2 separate regions of the Zea mays genome follow, and region 1 is linked to region 2. A link is a contact called in public Hi-C data. All regions are on one chromosome and are shown on one strand. The core of a region is the stretch at or near the end of the contact, and the rest is flanking DNA. Distances in the headings are between cores, read along the strand shown. Region 1 holds the start of LOC100272921. Region 2 holds the start of mbd106 (methyl binding domain 106).

The links. A called contact is a pair of places that touch in the nucleus more often than the background predicts.
Region 1: a contact with region 2 is called in a Hi-C map of leaf, with 5 times the contacts expected there. The contact joins the promoter of LOC100272921 here to the promoter of mbd106 in region 2. A contact is called at or near these places in 2 of 25 Hi-C or Micro-C datasets (ear and leaf).

The regions. Positions count from the first base shown.
Region 1 is chr1:179,709,364-179,713,287 of Zm-B73-REFERENCE-NAM-5.0, reverse strand. It overlaps LOC100272921, which reads right to left and starts at 1,623. Exons shown (of 6, transcript NM_001147373.1): 1 at 1,182-1,623. The coding sequence starts at 1,256.
Region 2 is chr1:179,375,303-179,379,045 of Zm-B73-REFERENCE-NAM-5.0, reverse strand. It overlaps mbd106 (methyl binding domain 106), which reads left to right and starts at 2,271. Exons shown (of 3, transcript NM_001111705.1): 1 at 2,271-2,416. The coding sequence starts at 2,387.

The DNA.
Region 1 (3,924 bases), core at 374-2,873, 330 kb before region 2:
GTGGGGGGTACGGTAAAGGACAGAAGGCAGTGCTGTACATAAATCATAGCTTTTGAAAACTTGGCTAGCCGATTATATTCAGCAGATAGGAGAGTATTTGGCCGCTAGGTTAATTAGAATCAAATTATTTCCCCCTGTTAAGTTAATTAAGTTCTTCTTTTGGAACTGGGGACAAGAGTTTTACCAATAAGATAAAAAACTAAGTAGAAGGAGCTGCAGGGGTATGCTCTTAATTAGCTTCAAAAGTGGCTTTCATAACACTAAGGCGATTGTATCATTCCATGTTGATAATTAAGGGAAATTCAATTTGTATACATATGAACATACGAATTGAATATGAAAAACTTGACCTCTCAGTGAACACGAATTACGAATTTTCTCATATAATAACCCCTTTTCTTGAAAATAGTGTATATAAATTAAAGTAAAGTTCAATAATACTACCCATGCACATGCATGTATATACACTGCTACAGTTGCCTTTGGTTTCTGTATAGTGGACGCTGTTCACCACTAGTTTCAGTTAATTAAAATCAAGGGATTCAAGAGAGCGCAACTGGAGGATATAATGCAGGAATTTTGTTGTACACCCAAAGAAATATCATACACAGAAGTACATTACAGAGCAACCAAAACAAAATCTAGAGAACTTCCAGAAGTACATATTTAAATCGAATTACATATCTAGCTAGCAAACTGATCGGTCCATGTACCTGGCCCTCAAACAGCAGAAAACATCCTTTCCAAAGGAACAAGAAATTTGAAGAACAGAAAAAGGATGGGAGCTTCAAAAGAGAAAATTCGGAACTAGATTTGAAGAAATTGAATCGAAGAAAGCAGACGACATGCTAGGCAGATCTCGTGAAGAAAAAGCCGATTTACTGCCTCTTTAATTTTCGGTTAACTGAGAGAAGGGGCCGGGGCGACCCCCAAGCCTAAACCAATTTGGAAGAGCGCAGGTAGAAAACAAATCGTGGGAAAGAAAACAGGCCAATATAACTGCGTGGCGATGAGGGTGCATGGGTACGGAGGCGCGCGGCAGTCAATTCATCACTGCGCATAAATCTCGAAAGCAGATTTAGGGAGGCAGAGAAAAAGGGAAAGTAGCAGCTAGCTAGGTACCAGTACCACTACCACCAGCCAGCCAGGCAGAGAGTTCATCGATCCTGATCTTAGCTTACCGCGAGAACTGTGTTGCAGAAGTTGCAGTGCACATAGCACACATGGTCCGCCGGCGCGATTTGGGCCGACGACATTCCTTCTGACCGATCGGTCGTCGTCTCCGCCCCCTGCCGCGCGCCGCCGCCTCCGGCCGCACGAACAACAGCAGTGCTCTCGATCGATCTCAGCTCCCGGCAACCAGCAGCAAGAAGAAGGAGAAGAAGAGCGAGGAGGAAAACCGTACCAACAGCTACAGCTCAGTTCTCAGCTAGAAAGGCAGCAACAAGCTAGGTTTGCACATCCATCCTACTGATATATATGTGGAGAGAGAGAGCGCTAGAGTGAGAACTGAGAGACGGTGGAAGGAGAGATTGAGCTATCCCACTTTCCTCTTTTCTTTTCGCGTAGAGAGAGAGAGAGAGAGAGAGAGAGAGAGAGAGTGCAGCAGTGCCTTTATTTGCTGTGGTGGCCTTATGTGTGTGGAACTGTGGAAGCAGCAATGTGCTGGAGAGAGGGGAAATGCCCCATGATTGCTACAATGAGTGGGTGGGAGATACCCTCCTACCATGCATGCCTATCTATCCATCCATCTCACAAGCATAATCTTGAAATAAATGCACATATAACCCTACCGTTTCTTCCTTTGAAAAAATCAATTTTTTAGGCCAACTGAATCTATGGAACAAATAATATTCAGAGTATGCAATATATAGATATTAGTATATACTATTAGACTGACTATACGCAATGCACTTGGAAATAAAAAAAGTGGCGATTACTATTTTTTTTCTATATATATACATCTCCATTATTCGAACTTAAAACGTTTGAATTAATTAATCCTGAGGATATGCTGTGCTCGAAGACGAATGTTGTAATCCAATAGAAACCATGCATGTGTATGTACCCCCTGCTGCTCTCATGCATGCATCATAAATTGTCCACCCACAAAAAGATCTGCACGCGTTCAGTCGTCGCGGATGAATTCTTCACGTATGCACAGCCACTAAATTCCCACTGCTACAGTCAGCAGCACTGCTGCGCCGGCCGGCCGGGCCCAAACTCTATTTTTCCCAAAGAAAATAAACTAATTTTTCTTGGGAAAATGTAAATCTCTCAGAAAAATGGAGTTTCCAAACTAGCTCTTAGTATTAATTAATTAAAGTCAGGATATAACTGAAGATTGGGTTTGATACGCGCAGATGTCAAATGAATAATGGCGAGGGCGAGATGCAAATTGGTATATGGCCCATGTCTGATGTATTAATTAATATGTGACATTGGCTTGTTGGATATTTCCTTATTATGAAAGCCGGACAGAAACGCGCTCAATCAGGGCATCCACGTCGTCTCATTTCATCTTCATCGTTGGATCATAGATGAGCGACCCACGGTGAACTCCCTTCGTCTGCAAAACCACGTCCTCTACGCGCTCGCTAAGTCGCTCCTAGAAACTTCACAATGCGTCGCGTCCCGTCCATTCCTTTTGCCCCAAAATCCAGCTTGCCCAAGAGCCTCCGGTTCCTCACACCTCTGTCGATCCCTTGATCCCTCCTCTCACACTCCTCTGGCGCTCCCTCCAGGCTGCAGGACCACCTCCAATGGCGCTAGCACTGTCGCTAGCCGCGAACCCGGAACTAGGGAGAAGCCTCCGCAACAAGGAGCCCCCCACCCGGCCACCCCTCGCCCGCCCGCCTCAAACGCCGTCTCGCTAACCAGGTACTTCATCCCTTCACACCCTACAAGAAGGCAACCTTCCGACTCCGCGACGATGTGACGCACCTTCCATTCGTTCGCTAGGGCAGCACGCAGCTTGCAGGCCGCTCGACGTCAAGCTCACTGTCTTCTTCCTGGCTTGCACCACCAAGCCAGCCTCCAAGACCACCGCCAATACCACCGCTACCTCGGACCCGCTCAAGGCCTCGATACTCATTCGGTTTGCCTCCTTCCCTCTTTAGTGTTGGTGTTCCCGCAGCAGGAGCAGGTGATGTTGCTCCCCGAGATGGCGAGCCTGAACCTCACAGAGGCATCATGGAGGACTTCGCCATATTTGCACCGTTGGATTGAGGTGAGAGGAATTGAAGATTGAGGAGAATAGCAAGAGCAAGATTTGAGCATTTTATAATTTCAGCATTCGTCGCGTTATATTTGGAAGTTGAAATTAAAGCATACAAAAATTATTATTTTGTGCTAAATCATTGATGAGTGAACGTTCGCACACTGCAGTTTCATGAAGGAAGACAATCTCTTAGCCGCGAGGAGAAGCTTACAGAGGCAACATCTCAGCACATGTCGTTGGGTAGCAGCCGAACGAATGTGTGATGGAAGCAGGTACTACTCACCAGTATATAATATATTTTAGGGGGTGTTTGGTTTAAAGGGACTAATGTTTAGTCCCTACATTTTATTCCATTTTAGTTCCAAAATTGCCAAATATAGAAACTAAAACTTTATTTTAGTTTCTATATTTAGCAATTTATATACTAAAAAGGAATAAAATGAAGGGACTAAACATTAGTCCCTAGAAACCAAACACCCCCTTAATCTCTATACAGAGTAATTTCGGTAATGGAACTGAGTGTTTGGCTACATGTCAAATTAGCAGCAAATAGTGTTAGTTCTATATCGGTGAGAACAACCTCAAATCAAATGCTTGATTATTAGTTAAATTATAAAAAGTCAAACTATGTAATGATTGTCTTCTTGGCCCCTCGAATTTCAACGAATGAAAGGTACTAAAAATGGATTTTGAGTACCAGTTCT
Region 2 (3,743 bases), core at 1,022-3,521:
AGCTCCTCCCCTTTTAAGGAGGAGCCCATCAAAGAGCTCTCCCTTTAGTAGATTTCTTCAAGGAGCCGTTGGAGGAGCCCTTAAAGGAGCTCTACCAAAGGGGGCCTTAGCCACCAAGACCAAAAGCAAACTTTGAAACCTCGATTTGGGAACCAGTAAAGGACATCTAGCATTGATAGTTAATAGCCTCAGTTTGTAACCTTGGTAACTTTTGCCCAAAAAAATTAAGCCAGTAGGCGTAATATATGTATACACTTGTAATTAGATGAGATTCGAACAGAGAAAGATAGCTTTAAGTTAGGGGAAACAACTAATATGCAACTAAACCTTATGGGTAAGCATGCAAGCGAGGTTCCTAGTCTGTTAGATTAAGATCCAATTGTGGACATATCGTGGTTTGTTAGGGAGTTTTCTATAAATCTACACGAGCTGATGGTGGAAGGATTTAAGTGTTAAATGTGATATATGGTTGGATCATAATCTAACGGACAAGGTACATCGCTTGCACGTTTGCACATAAGATCTGATTGTATATTAGTTGTTGCCTAAGTTAGGGTTTGAGTGTTTGTTTTTTTTTCACAGCATGAAGAGATGGGCATGAAACAAGAGGCATATGTATCATGTATGAAGCAAAGGTGTGGTGTTGAGGGGGAGGGAGAAAGAAATATAGGGGCTAGTTTGGGAGACAAAAAACTGGAGAGGATTGGAGGGTCTAAATTCCCCTCCATATACAATTTTGAATAAGGAAGGGATTTTAGCCCCTCCAATTCCCTCCGGTATTTGGACTCCTAAACAAGTCCTAGAAGCGAATCCCACCGAAGGAGGTGGCTGCTGTGTTGAGTCGCCGCAGGAACTGGAAGTGCTAGACGTCGTTGAAGACCTGCGGGTGGTAGCCTGTCTTGTCACTTGTCAGGGCACTGGGTGACTCGCTAGTGGCTGGCAGCGAAGGCTCGTCGTGGCAGGGTTTGGCAGACGTGTTCGCGCGGGCGGCCTGCGTGATGGCGGGTGACAACCTCAAGATACGCGGGCAGAGCACCGGAGAGACAGGGCCGTTCCTGACTTTTCAGCCTAGTACATAATTATACATATATTATCAAATATTTAACGTATAAAAATTATTATACGCTATTTTGAACTTTATAAGATAACAAATGTAAAATATAGCCAAAAACACTTACTTGTTATCTGATATTATTAAAAATATCTTCTAACATTTTGTGATACAAAGTCATCGCTTATATCATTGAGATCAATCTCATCCAACAACTTTTTTCGATATATAGAATCGTCAAACCATTTAACATCTCTTGAGCTATTGTTGACCAAAAATAGTTTACAAAAATATTTCAATTTTAAAAAGCTTCTCTCTGCCGAAGCAACCATCATATGTATAGTTTATAATACTTTCTATATATCAAAATAGAATTTGTTTTGCTTCTTTAGTGGATTCATCATCATCAATATAAACATAAAAACTTAGTTTTTATGGGCTCCTCCTACACTTATACACCATTTGAAACAAACACTTAGAAAATTGTTTTGCCAAACGAATTATAAAACGACTCTATCTCCTTAAGAAAAGCTAAGGAGCCAAAAAAAAAGTCATAGTCAAAGCTATTTTTAAAGAACCGGAGCCTTAGGGGGGCTTGATTGCTCTCAATAGAGATTAAGAGCGCGATAGTAGAAGTGAATCTATCTGGCGAAAACTGTTTGGTAAATAGTGGGAAGTGGTTCTCGAGTGGTTGGAGAATATAGAGCAGGTTGGAAGTGGTGGGAAGCAGATTTTTTTGGCTCTCACTCTCTAGTACAAATGGAGACTAGATTCACTGCGCTCTCACCATGTAGCAGTTCACTTTTTTTACCGTTTAAGGGCTCGTTTGGCAGAGCTCCGCTCCATAATTCTCTAACTCTGAGAGTTGATTCTCTAATAGAGTGATTCTAAATGATTCTCTAGCACAAGTGAATCTCTTTGACGAAAACCGTTTGACAAATAGTTCGTAAAGTGAATCTTTTTGTGAAGTGAATCTATATGTGAAGTGATTTTTGAGAGCAGGGAGAAGTGGTTTTTTAGCTCTCATCCTCTAGTCTAGTCTAGTATATAAATAGAGATTAGATTCATCCCGCTCCTGCTATGGAGCAGTTTTTTAGTGTTTCGCTGCACGGAAGTGACTCTGCTAGCCCCTAATCATATGAGAGTGATTTTGAGTGTGCCAAACGCCCCCTATTGAAATTCCCACGCGCCCGTCGTTTGCCACCTTCCCCACCAGCACCAAGCGGCGAGAGCGGGACGGGGCAGAGCAAGAGCTAGGGATAACCCTCGCCCACCATGGCGACGCCCGGCGAGCAGCAGGCACCGGCTGCGGCGGAGTAGGTCGTGTCCGTCGAGATGCCTGCACCCGACGGGTGGACCAAGAAGGTACGGTGGGGTGATGACGACATGCTGCCTGCCTGCTTCTCTACTCGCTCGACCGAGCTGCCTCGCTTGCGTCGAATTCGGGGGCTCCCGGCCTCCGGGGAGTGGAATTCCGGGCCCCGGACGCTAATTCCCGCCGAATTCTAGGGTTCCCGCGGTGCCAGTCTGGCAGTTCTGAGTTTGGGGCTCTAGGGTTTGCGAGGCTGCTCCGGCCGACCGCCGCGATTCGTGGCCCCGTGAGGTTCCGGAGCTCGATTTGAGCTTGGAGTATGTGCGTCCCGAGTTCGGCCACGAGTGTTGGAGCTCTCTGCTCCGGCTGGGTAGGTCCGTAGGTGTGGTTTGTGAGCTACGGACCCCGTGCCCGGTTCGTACGGTGAAGATTCGTAACTGGGGCGATCGATTGGGAATTTGGGATTAGGGGTATCTAGAGATTGTCCGGGGTCGACGTGAGCCGGGGGGTGATTCGTAAATCTGGCCGCCAAGTGTCGTTGTTCACTTGCTTTGTTTGCTCGCTGTGCTGTGTTTGCTGATTGCACGGAGTGCCGAGTGTTTTGCTATTTTTGAGTTGGGGTCTTGCTTAGGGGTGGTAGGGTTTAGCCCATCGGTTTCCAAAATTCGATCTTAGCCATTTTGTTGATTGGCTTGGAATTTTAGTGCTTTTGTTTAGACTGAAATGCTTCAGTTTACTATTCGTACCCAAGCTTATTACTTCAGATTTAGGCAGTTGATTCTGCTTCGGTAGTTGTGTGCTTGTAGTGAGGCTGGAATGGGGAATCTCGTGCAGCTTGGAGCTATGGCAATCACTGCTAATAGGAGCTTTAGCTTAGCCATTTTGAGTTGGATGTTGTTTTCTTTATGATATATGTTACATTACAGGTTCCAGTGTTTTCTTATGTTTGGGCTTGAAATGCTTCATCTATTACTTTAGATTAGTGGTTGATGTTACTTGAGTAGCAGTATGTTTTCTTTATGACAGGTTACAGGTTCTAGTGTTTTCTTCCGTTTGGGCTTGAAATGCTTCATCTATTACTTTAGATTAGTGGTTGATGTTACTTGAATGACAGTGTGTTTGCAGTGAAGGTGGAATGGGGAATCCCGTGCAGCTCAGAGCTTTGGCAATCAGCCAGTCATTGTTGCTAGAATCTTTAGCCCCTGATTTCTAATTGGATGCTCAATTGTTAATTATTAGATGGTGGGTTAGTTTCCAGTGCTTTATTTTGTTCTGACTTCTAATGCTTCAGCAACTACATGGGATCCCAGCCTCCCAGGGTTTAACATTACTTTAACAGTAGTGTGTACGGGTAGAGAAGCTGGAATCGAAAATGTTCTG